Regions from separate parts of the Hordeum vulgare genome. Here region 2 is linked to region 1. A link is a contact called in public Hi-C data. All regions are on one chromosome and are shown on one strand. The core of a region is the stretch at or near the end of the contact, and the rest is flanking DNA. Distances in the headings are between cores, read along the strand shown.

Region 1 (5,562 bases), core at 1,360-3,859:
TCAGGAACCTGTGAAGTAGAGCCTGTAGAGGTAGAATCACCATTCTTAGGATCTGCCCAGCTGACATTAGGAGCATTTGTATCTAGTTTGAAATTTGGCGCAGTCATCTTCTGCCTTGAATACTCAGCGCATGCATTATTATAGTATTCAACGAAACCATAACCCCGATTGCGATCTGTATGTGAGCCCTATAAAAACAGAATCTCTTTTAAGGGTTAAAAGGCTATCTGTGTGGGTGCACGATATAGTTGTGGAACTAGCCTAGTTATGATTATCAAAATCTTTACCTTAATGAGATCAACTTTTAATACTCCAGGACCAACTTCTTTCACTGCTTTTGTGAAATCATCATGTGACCAACTGTGAGGTACATTTCCAACAAACAGCTTGTTCTTAGCCTGGGAGGAAGAAACTTTTAGCCTCTTTCCCTGTTACGAGAAGCACATGACAAAGTTTAGTTAGCATAACAATTCAAAATGAAAAGGCTTACAGATGCAACTGGAACCGATATATATGCTCCACATACATGTAGTTTTAAATATCAGTATAATCATAGTGACAGTCATCCACAAAACTGTAATTTAAATGAATAAAAATTTACAATCAACAGCAAGATATGGCACTTCAAAGTTACTTCTTAACAAAACTATACGTTTAGTTTTCAAGTGTACAAAGAGCTTGTGCCCTGGTGTAGAGAAGTTAACCGTTTTTCATTCTTTTAAACAAAACTGTATTCTACACCTGGCTATCCAGGGAGGCATGGAGTACAGAAAATGACGTGTAATTATTTAAGCTTGTAATGTACTATGCTGATATGGCGATATCTATGAAATCAAGACTTAAGTGCATAAATAGGGGTATATTATGATCCATTGACTTGAGAACATGATAGTCAACTTTTATGATCAACGGAAACAAACCTTGAAAGTTGCATTGTTCAATTTCTCGATGGCCTTCAAAGCCAGATCGTTAGTTCTGAAAGTAACAAAAGCATATCCCCTACTATCTTTCTTGCCCAGCATTATTCTTACCTGCAGGAAAAAAGAGAATATGAATGCAGAAAAAACACATCAGAATGCTAACCCTAAGAGTAGACGGTACTCACTTCCACAACTTCGCCAATTGGTTCACATAGTTTCTTGAGATCTTCAGAAGATGCATCGCTGGAGATGCCCCCAACATATACTTCAGATCCATGAGGAGGAAGAGCAAGAAGTTCAGCATGCTTCTCTCGATCGCTCCCATCTTTGGCACCATCCTGCCGAGGAAGAGGAACACCTTCCGATTTACTGTCACTGTCATGACTAGCATCAGTTTCATCAAGAACTTCTCTTTCTTCAGGGTCTTCCTCCTCCTCCTCCTCTACCTCCTCTACTTCCTCTAAAATATCCTCATCCTCCTCCACCTCCTCCTCTACCTCCTCCTCAATTTCTTCATACTCAATTTCTTCCTCTTCTACCTCCTCCTCTTCATTATCATCAAACTCCAAGCACTCTTTTGGTTGAGCTGGTTCAGCATCCTCTGTTCTTCTAGGCATCTCGAAGAGCTCAAAGTTCCAAGGCAACTTTGGAAAGAGCAGAGGAGCCAAAAATATTGGGAGAGCAAATTGAGGACATGTGGATAGGACGAAAAACAACAGAAACAACTAGAACAATTGGTATGCAATGATATCAACTTGGATGTATCCATAGGTGCCAAACGGGATAGCATGGAATTGCTTAAGGGACAAACGAAGAAATTGCGTATGGCCAGGATGATACCGGGAGGTTCTCAAGAACACGGTCCCGAACAAGCACAGAGAAGAAAACAAAGAGTATACAAATGATGGCCAAGACGATGCAATTGGAAGTGTAACCAACGGGCTGATGGTTTAATTGAAATCCATGAAATGGATGGAAGGAAAAGAAGAAAAAAGACAGGAAAAAAAACACTATGAGAAGTAGATAACAACGTATATAATAGTAGCATCTAGGGTAAACCAAACTCTAGTAAATATAGCATGGAGCTGGTCAAGAATCTGACCAGTTAGAAAGATAAATACGTAGATTCGAATGTAATTCTTCTACAGAGACTAGTTAATTCTGCAAATGATTGGGCAAAAGCATGTGTGTGGGGGGGGGGGGGGGGGGGGTACACTGCAGCGGGATATGCTAGGATGTCCATTATCGCAAGTAAAGCGAGTGGCCATACAGATTGGATAAAGCAATCGACGCAAAAGGACACGTCCTTTTCGCCCAGGTTCATGCCACTAGGGCGTCTGCCCAAGCTGGACAAACACAAGCAGAGAAATCGAAGCAGCAAGCCCACGCCTTTTACCAGTTGAACCAACCGCAACAAGGGGATTTCACGAGGTATTCCTATAGACAGTCGTCGGCGACTTGGCGCCTCTGCCGCAGCAGAGAACCGAAATCGCGACCGAATCGGAGGCCGGGACAAGCTAGCGCGACGGGGCTTACGAGAGATGGCGCATGGGAAGAAAGTGGCCGCGAGGAACCGGAGAAATAGACAGATCTCTTGGCGAGTTTACCTCCTATATCGGTGAACGGAATCTGGCAGGGGGTGGAGCCGCCGGCGAAGGGTGGGTGGGGGAGGTCAGCTTAGCCCTAGCTAGAGGAGGAGGAGGAAGAAGAGCAGGGCGAGGTGGCGGCTCATTTAGAGAGGAACTTGCAGTCTGGCCCTCACTCTTTTCCGTCATCACACTCTCATCCCTGAGATCTCGCGAACCGTCCGATCCTGCGCTGACTGGGCCAGCACCGTTGATCTGCCTGCCTCCGGACCGGAGAGCCACGGGCCTGCGGCCTAGCTGCGTGGGTCATGCCAGTTTCTGCCGGCCCGTTTTGAGGCCCATCCTAGGTGGTTTTCTTCCTCCGGCCGCCCTCTCCCGCGAGCGCCGCCGTCTCTCTCCATCCACTCTCGCTCCCCTCCCCTCCCAGCCTAATCGAGCCAAGCCAAGCCAAGCCGCAGCCTGAGCTGAGAGGCAGGAATGGGGTGGAAGGCCGCGGAGAAGCTCATCAGGCACTGGAAGATCCTCCGCGGCGACAACGTACGCGACATCTCGAGAGATCCTCCTCTTGCTGCTCTCCTTGCTCTCGAGAGATCTCCTGAAATCTCCTTTTCTCTCTCTCTCTGAATTTGGCGCCAGGTGATGATCATAAGGGGCAAGGACAAGGGGGAGAGCGGGCTGATCAAGCGGGTCATCCGCTCGCAGAATCGCGTCATCGTCGAGGGAAAGAATCTGGTAATAGTATAATCGTCTGCACAGCTATCCACTCTTCCTTCCTCCTCTCGCGATTGCTTCGGATTCAGTGCTACTCTTTGGTGTCATGGGAGTGTCAATTTGCGTATCTTTGACAAGCTGTATGCAATGTGATGATACGTGCTCTGGGTGCTGCACGCACTACAGGTGTTTGTCGAAATTCCCACTGCACTCAAAGTGAATGGGGAACTTGTCTGTCTTAATTCCGCACGCTAATTCTTCAGGGCTAAGGCTAGTGTTGTAGCTGCTATGCTGCGCCTGCACAGATGTTATTTGGTGATTACTGCAGCAGAGGATTTTTGTTTCCCTTCAATTTTTATGAATGATGAGATAAAACTATACTGCCCACAAAATATAATTATAATATCTGTATTAATATAAGTCTGTAATAAATAGTAAATGAGAATCTAACTCTTCCCATCGCATACTGTGCATCCATAACGACATAAGAATACCAGAAGTACAAAATGAGCACATATTACTCGTAGGATGTTTGCCTAAGTGCATCATCATATGTATGATGGAGATCGGCTTTATGGTCAAATCTTGGACAAGTCAGGCAATACAAGTGTCACCTAAGGCGTGTTTGAAAGCCTGGAGGTTAGGCCTAATTCATTAAAATGGTAGGGAAAGGGGACCAAAACAACCCCGGCAAGATCTGTTGCAATATTGTCTGTGCCTATCTACCTTTGAGTGGTTAGCATATACAGTACCATATATTTTCCTTTCCTGGGCATGTTGGTGTCTACCAAGTCGTTGCAGTGCTATACGTACTTATGCTACAATGTTCCTCACCTCGTCACATGCTTTACTTTTAGTTAATTGTCAATGACGATGAGATACCATAAAAAACTGACAATAAGTTCGTGCGATGTTTTGCTGGATTTTTACATGTCCTAAACCCATAACAAACAAATGCTGAATGCCTCAGTTAGATAAATGCAGATTAATTTGAATATGGTGAGGAAGTGGCTGTAGTGAATATTGAACAGGAATTGTGAACTGCACAATGTTTGTCTTTCTAAATCTTTGTATATATACTGTAAGATGTTGCATGTTTATGGGGGATACTGGGTAACTGGACAACTGCAACCAACAAACTTAGTAATTGTGGATACTGGGTACTTAGTTGCATGTTTATGTGTTTCTCTTGCATTGAAAAGTCACTTAGTAATTGTGTGCTCACATATTTTCAGGTTAAGAAACATATTAAGCAAGGAGAAGGGCATATAGGCGGGATCTTCTCAGTTGAAGCTCCACTTCATGTTTCAAATGTACAAGTAATTGATCCAGTCACCGGGTAGGATACTTATCTTTTGATACCGTTATTTTCTAGAGATACATCTTTTATTTGTCTACATTCTAAAATATCTATTTGTCTGCAGGAAGCCATGCAAGACTACATACAAGTATTTGGAAGATGGGACTAAAGTAAGGGTCTCTAGGGGAATGTATGCGTCTGGTGCTGTCATACCTCGGCCAGAAATTTTGAAGGAGAGAAAAAAGCCGAGACCCACATCTCGTATGTTCATGTTCCATAACCAGATCCTTTTTGCTCATTATTAGTTGCTTTTGAAGTGCATGATTATACTGTTTAGAGAAGAATTAACTGACTTGTTATACTGCAATTGTTTGTGGACATCTGAATTCTTCATGATGCCAATCTCCACTTAATACGACTTTTTTTTTCATAATTTCGTCTCGTGTTGCTGGAATTTTCTTGTTCTGGAAGACTATGTTTTATGTTCCGGATCTGCGATAGTCTACTGTAGGTGCTTCTGCTAATGATGTTTGACTTGTTTGCTGCATTCTATATTTTATAAAGACTTTGACAGGCATGATAAAATTAGTTCAACAATAGTAAAGAGTGCAGAATAAATTGTGATGTTTCATGCTGTTCGTTGACAACGGTTGGAGAAAAAGAACAAGTCGGTTTTGTGAATAACAAACGAAATGCCGTAGAAATTTCCTGTACTTTTGTGTGGGGAGTACCTACCCACTAGTTGGCATGCGATGTATTGCATTGCTATATGAGCATCTGCTCATGAATACACGTCTATTTTGTAATTGGACTAATTTTCTTTGACTGATGCAGATGGCCCAAAGGATACACCAATTGAGGATGTGCTGGAGAAGACCTATGATGCCAAAGCTGGAATTGGTATGCCTGATCTATGAGAGGAGACGTCCACCATTGCTGAGAGTGAAAGAAAAAGAATTGGGCATATATGTGATCTATCCGTCCTAGCTAAAAGATAGTTTATTATGTCAGCTGTTCACGAATAAAACTAGCATCCGTGTTGTCT
Region 2 (5,562 bases), core at 1,553-4,052, 400 kb after region 1:
CTTAATAAGGATGAGTAGGCCTTTACGAGGTACTTTGATTATTTGTTCTTTTGAGAGCACGAGATTAAGAATGTTGCGGCTACACGCATCTCTCTGATATGGTGTGCATTAGGGCACTTGTGTATGTTCGGGTCAAACTGAGTCAACTTAATTAGGTAACCGATTCAGTGATACTGTGATAGGGTTCCCATCTCATCACGTTGCATGTCACGACACATATTATTGCTCCTCGCTCTACCACCTACAAATGACTATATTCGTTTTCCTTTATTGTGATTTGAGGAAATATTCTGGCCCGCAAATTGAGTAAGAGACAAAATACTATGCATGCAATCTTATACGCAAGGAAGTGCTCCGAGAGGTGATAATATAATGAGACCTAAAAAACAGGCAATGACAATCAAGGCATGATGCCAACCAAAGGGGTGCAATGATGAGCGGCCACCACATTTCTATTTCTTACATAAAGAAAATAAAAAAAGACACAAGCAACATGGTGTAGGGCTTTCCATACAAATCAGGCCATAGAGAGACTATGGTTTAGAAGCAACACCTTCATGTGGATGTATGCAATCATTGACACAGAATGTCTCCTACAAATGGATTATGTAGGCATGGACATGTGACAGTCCCTTAAGTTCAGGGCAGGTCCTGAGATTTTAAAGGCCCGGGGTGAAACTAAATCTTGAGGCCCTTTAATATAAACGTCATAACAATTGATAGATACGTAATCATTGCATATATGATGGTCTATGGAGGAAATTGACAAAGAAGCATATTTTTTTTCATGGGAGTGCAAAGCCATGTTTAGTGCCAGGCTTAATATAGTTATATGAGTACATAATGTATTTGAGGGGCCAAATGGCTGTAAATAGTTCAAAATAAATAGGTATAATTTTTCTAAATAGCAGTATATGAAAAATTAAGAAAGACGAGCCAGTTAATATGGATGGTATGCAAATATTACTCCATATCCATATCTTTCAAAATCAAATCAAACGGCACTTAAGTTATGCTTATCTAGTTGTGCAAATTAGTAAATCAAGAGTTAATTGCCATATCTATATGGTCATCGAACAGATCATTCGAAAAGTACTAGTCAAGATCAGCATCTAAAACATCGCTTCCTTCATAATCTGTTTGAGATCGGCACCACAAATATCATTATTAAACTGAAAACATATATCTGTTAATGAGGCATACCGTGGAAGACTTCGACTACAAAAGCCCATATCAACAGATGATGTTTTGGTGTGCCGCCGAAGTCCGGCGCCAAGTCCTATTGCTTGCAATGGGGGCCTCCTCCTAAGGCAAACCTTCTCTGTTCACCTTCGACGATCTGGAAGGAGGTGAAGGGCGGCGCCGCTAGGTTTGACGTGCATGATGTTGGCTCCCAGTGGCTGGATCCTAATTTTATTTTGAGGGCTCCAAGCGGCGGGATCCTAATTGATACATGAGTTTTGCTTAGTAGAATTCTTTTTGAGAGAAGTTATGTGCATCAGATGGCTGGCCCTAGTTACGCACAAATAAGTGCCAGACCCAATAATCTATTTTTTATGTGCAATCATGGTCCAGCCATACAGGCCCTACTACCTTTTGCTTCTCGTTATCAGCCAGAACAAAAACAACTGCGAAACGTACTCGCGATTTCGTGATTACAGCCACTACCTGCGGCGTAATACCTGGGAGGGCCCCCTAACTTTGCGGGGGCCCGGGGCGGCCACCCCTCCCGCCCCCCTCAGGGCCGGCCCTGCTTAAGTTTTGCAAAAATTATCTCGTCGATGCGTTTGCGTAGTAAGGATGAGTAGACCTCTACAAGTTCCTTCGGTCATTTCTTCTTTAGAGAGTGTGAGACTAAGAATGTTGCGGCTACACACGTCTCCTTAATATGTCGTGTTTTAGGGCATTTTTGTATGTTACAACTGAATTGGGTCAACTAAATTAGGTAACGGATTCGGTGGTAGGGTCACCATATTTTTTGCTTTGATTGCTTTGAAATTTTAAAAATAAACTCAGTTTCATTTTTTTGTAAGATGTTATTCGTATAAAGATGGCCTCTCCCTCGTAGCTAGCAGTAGCAAAAAGTTCTCTTCTTTCGCCCATACTTGTATACAATAGGTTTTAGGGTGCAAACAAAAGTACATCATCCATCTATTCTTCGGTTGCAACTTACAGTAGCAGTTTTGCCCCTTTGGCCTCGATACGACTGTCATTGTTTTTTAAGAAAGCATATTTCATCATCCTAACTTCTGAAATCTATTCTCCTACAACCCCAGAAAGAAAGCATCTGCACAAATAAATGCACTCATGTTAAACTATTGGAAACTAGAAACTCGATTACAAATTTTACTAACCGAAGTCAAATTCATACCATCATCAGAACTAAAAGGCACAATTGACCATCGCCAAGCGTGCCATCCATGGGGCATTGCAAGAACAGGTGATCAACCGTTTCCAGTTAACTTATTGACTGAAGTGAATGCTTTTTGTCATAAAAAAGATTACACACCCTGTTGTGTCAAAGACTGAATTCCAGACACCCAAAAAACCTCCCAACACTGACATGTCTATCACAACGCGACATATCAGGCCTAGCCCGGGAAGCCAGGACCAAAGGTGAGCGTGAGCCTTGCCCATCGCCACGCGCTCGCCGCCCGATCAACATCGAACGGCTGATACGCGCAAGGATGCTGGCTGCCGGCTCCAGGTGGCATGCGGTCCCACTCTCTTGGACCCACCAAACCCACCCACCTCTCTTCTCTTCCTCGTTCGTAGTCATGGGCTCTCAGCAGGAGCTACTTAAGCAGCGGCACTTCCCCTTCCTCCCCGAGCTCCCCACCAACACCATCGCGGCATCGCAGTTCACGCGCGCTCGGCATCCCCATCGCTCCTTCCTCGAGCGTTGGCAAGAGGTGAGCAGTTCCATGATCCGATCTTGTTCGTTACGACGTCCCCCTCTCTGTCTGCGTCATTTTCTCCCTGCTCCCGTGCTCCGGTCAGTACTGTTCACGGGCCTCATGGCTGAGAGGTTGAGGTGTTCGATGGAATGACTAAGGGAGGAGGTTTACTTGGTTTCCCTTGTGTGTTATGCTTTATTCCCGCTAAATTTCCCAAACCAGTTCACCTTTGCCGCTTGGTTTTTCTCTTCTTTCCTTGATCGGCGCCCCCAATTATTCGGTTTTATTGTGGAAGCAATTCTACTGTTTGTTGCCATTGTACATGCTCGATCGATCCCGAACTGAGCTGGCGATCCTTATCTGCAGGCTGGAGTAAGGGGAGGATGGGCAGCAAGGATGCGGCAACTTTGCATGCCATCCTCTGCTCCTTGCTTCTTCTCTCGTTGAGCTGCGGGTGCCTGGCGCTGGCGGCAGAGCTCGAGGGGGCTCAGACGGCGCTGCTACAAGTCGATACATCATGGAAGGCCGCCAGAAAGATCCCTCAAACCCTCTTTGGCTTGTTCTTTGAGGTGCATAACATCTTTTGGTTAACAACTATTGCCTTTTAAATTCCATCTGAGTATTCTTGTTTGTTCACAATATTCCTCCACTGAATATTTATTCTAGGAAATCAACCACGCTGGAGCTGGTGGATTATGGGCGGAGCTTGTCAGTAACAAAGGTACTTCTGTTACGTACTATCACTATCAGCTGTTATATGTACACTGCCTCTTGGGAACATGTTATCAGAAAAAAAGGGAACATGTTATCAGAAAGTTCTAGATGCACTTGACTACGTTACAGACAAATGCGCTTGATACATAGCTCCAAAGGCCATACTTACAAGGCAGTGATACACCTAGTTACATCTTCTGGGACTCTGAAAATTTTCACTGACCTATATCCTAATTTCCCTTTATAACAAGGATTCATATAGGCCAAATGGCCAGTTTATGAAATAAGAGAGTACAGTGCCCTTTTTGCGCAACTGGATTGTACGAAATTTTGTACAAAGAACAATAACAGAACATATTTCTATTTTTATTCCCGTACCATATTGACAGTTGGCAGTCCTTCCTGCTTCTTGTTTTCTGTTCCCTAGGTAGTCCTGCAATCACCGCAGAACAAAACAAATCATTATTACTATCAATAACAACAGGAAAAAATTGTTTGGCCTTTCCCTTTTATAACCTGTCGACAAAATTTCACGTTTAGCCGAGTACTGACTGTTGCAGAATTATGCTTTAGGTTTTGAAGCCGGAGGGCCTCACACTCCTTCAAACATAGATCCATGGTCTATCATTGGTGACGAATCCTCCATATACGTGAAGACTGAAAGAACATCTTGTTTCAGTAGAAATATCGTTGCTCTAAGGATGGAAATTCTTTGTGCCAAGTGTCCAGCTGGCGGTGTTGGTATTTACAACCCAGGATTCTGGGGCATGGTATGTTTTATTCATCCATATACCAAGTGGACAGTTACATCAGCATGAAAATATTAATCATAAAAAAAATTACGGTCAACAGTTTACAAGCTACAGTATTGCCAGTTGAAAAATGATGTCAAATGTTTTTCTTCCCAAAAGTAAAACTGAAACATAAATTCACCTGTTCTAATCCACATCCATATTTTCCTTGGATAATTTTAGCTCTCCATTTAATGCTGTGCTTTTGCTTCCTTGGGCATTTTACTGCCAATCTTTTCTCAGAGGCATTTCCACTTTTCCCCTCTGGTTTTGTGCTGCACCTGACCATTTCAACTTCCAGAACATAGAAGAAGGGAAGAGCTATAATCTGGTAATGTATATCAGATCACTAGAATCCGTGGAGTTAGCTGCTTCACTCACATGTTCAGATGGACTGCAAAATATAGCAACAGCTGTCATAGTGTATATACCTTCCCTAGCACTGAGATAAGATGATTTTTCAATTTGTTATTTTTTTCACTAAGACTGAAAGGATTAAATACGGTGTGGTTACAGAGATACAGATGTGTCAGATTGGAGAAAGATAGAGATGCAATTATTAGCTAAAGGAACGTGCAGAACTTCAAGACTTGAGTTAACAACTTCCAAAAGGGGAGTCATATGGATCGATCAAGTGTCACTCATACCTTCAGATACATACAAGGTGAATTGCATTTTTATCCTGTCTTCCTAACGGGTACTGAAAATTCCAAACACATGATGTGATCTGGAATAATAACAATAATAATAGTTTGCATTTATAATTTAGAAACTCGAATAATAATAACAATAATAATAAAAATAATGATGATGATGATGATAATTTAATCCACCTTATCTAATGCTTCTAAAATATAAATAATAAGAGTAGGAACTGGTTTGTTGTACCTTAATCGTTATTTTGTTGTATATATACAGGGCCATGGCTTTCGCAAGGAACTCATACACATGCTTATGGACTTAAGACCACGGTTCCTTCGATTTCCTGGTATTTCATATGTTTTTTAAATTAAGATCAACTAATAAATGCTGCACGTTTACGTTCTAAACTTTTAGCATGTTTATGATACTGTTTATATCCAATGATTCTTGCAAACTTTCGATTGGTATTCCTTTGTATTTTTTTAGATCATATTCAGCCATTAGGTTTTGGCAGGAAC

The links. A called contact is a pair of places that touch in the nucleus more often than the background predicts.
Region 2: a contact with region 1 is called in a Hi-C map of seedling, with 3 times the contacts expected there. The contact joins the promoter of LOC123448187 here to the promoter of LOC123448184 in region 1. A contact is called at or near these places in 1 of 6 Hi-C or Micro-C datasets (seedling) and 1 of 1 datasets of contacts at active chromatin or transcription factors (embryo).

The regions. Positions count from the first base shown.
Region 1 is chr4H:144,740,633-144,746,194 of MorexV3_pseudomolecules_assembly, forward strand. LOC123448184 (heterogeneous nuclear ribonucleoprotein Q-like) reads right to left here and starts at 2,610. Exons shown (of 10, transcript XM_045124995.1): 1 at 2,528-2,610; 2 at 1,761-1,862; 3 at 1,106-1,564; 4 at 921-1,031; 5 at 288-428; 6 at 9-188. The coding sequence starts at 1,537. LOC123448185 (50S ribosomal protein L24) reads left to right here and starts at 2,840. Exons shown (of 5, transcript XM_045124997.1): 1 at 2,840-3,043; 2 at 3,143-3,238; 3 at 4,453-4,556; 4 at 4,642-4,778; 5 at 5,352-5,562. The coding sequence starts at 2,984. The coding sequence ends at 5,434.
Region 2 is chr4H:145,143,700-145,149,261 of MorexV3_pseudomolecules_assembly, forward strand. It overlaps LOC123448187 (alpha-L-arabinofuranosidase 1-like), which reads left to right and starts at 2,803. Exons shown (of 18, transcript XM_045125000.1): 1 at 2,803-2,912; 2 at 3,264-3,466; 3 at 3,564-3,618; 4 at 4,185-4,381; 5 at 4,704-4,825; 6 at 4,919-5,066; 7 at 5,321-5,390. The coding sequence starts at 3,281. LOC123448188 (a long non-coding RNA gene) reads right to left here and starts at 4,220. Exons shown (of 2, transcript XR_006631623.1): 1 at 4,128-4,220; 2 at 3,731-4,044.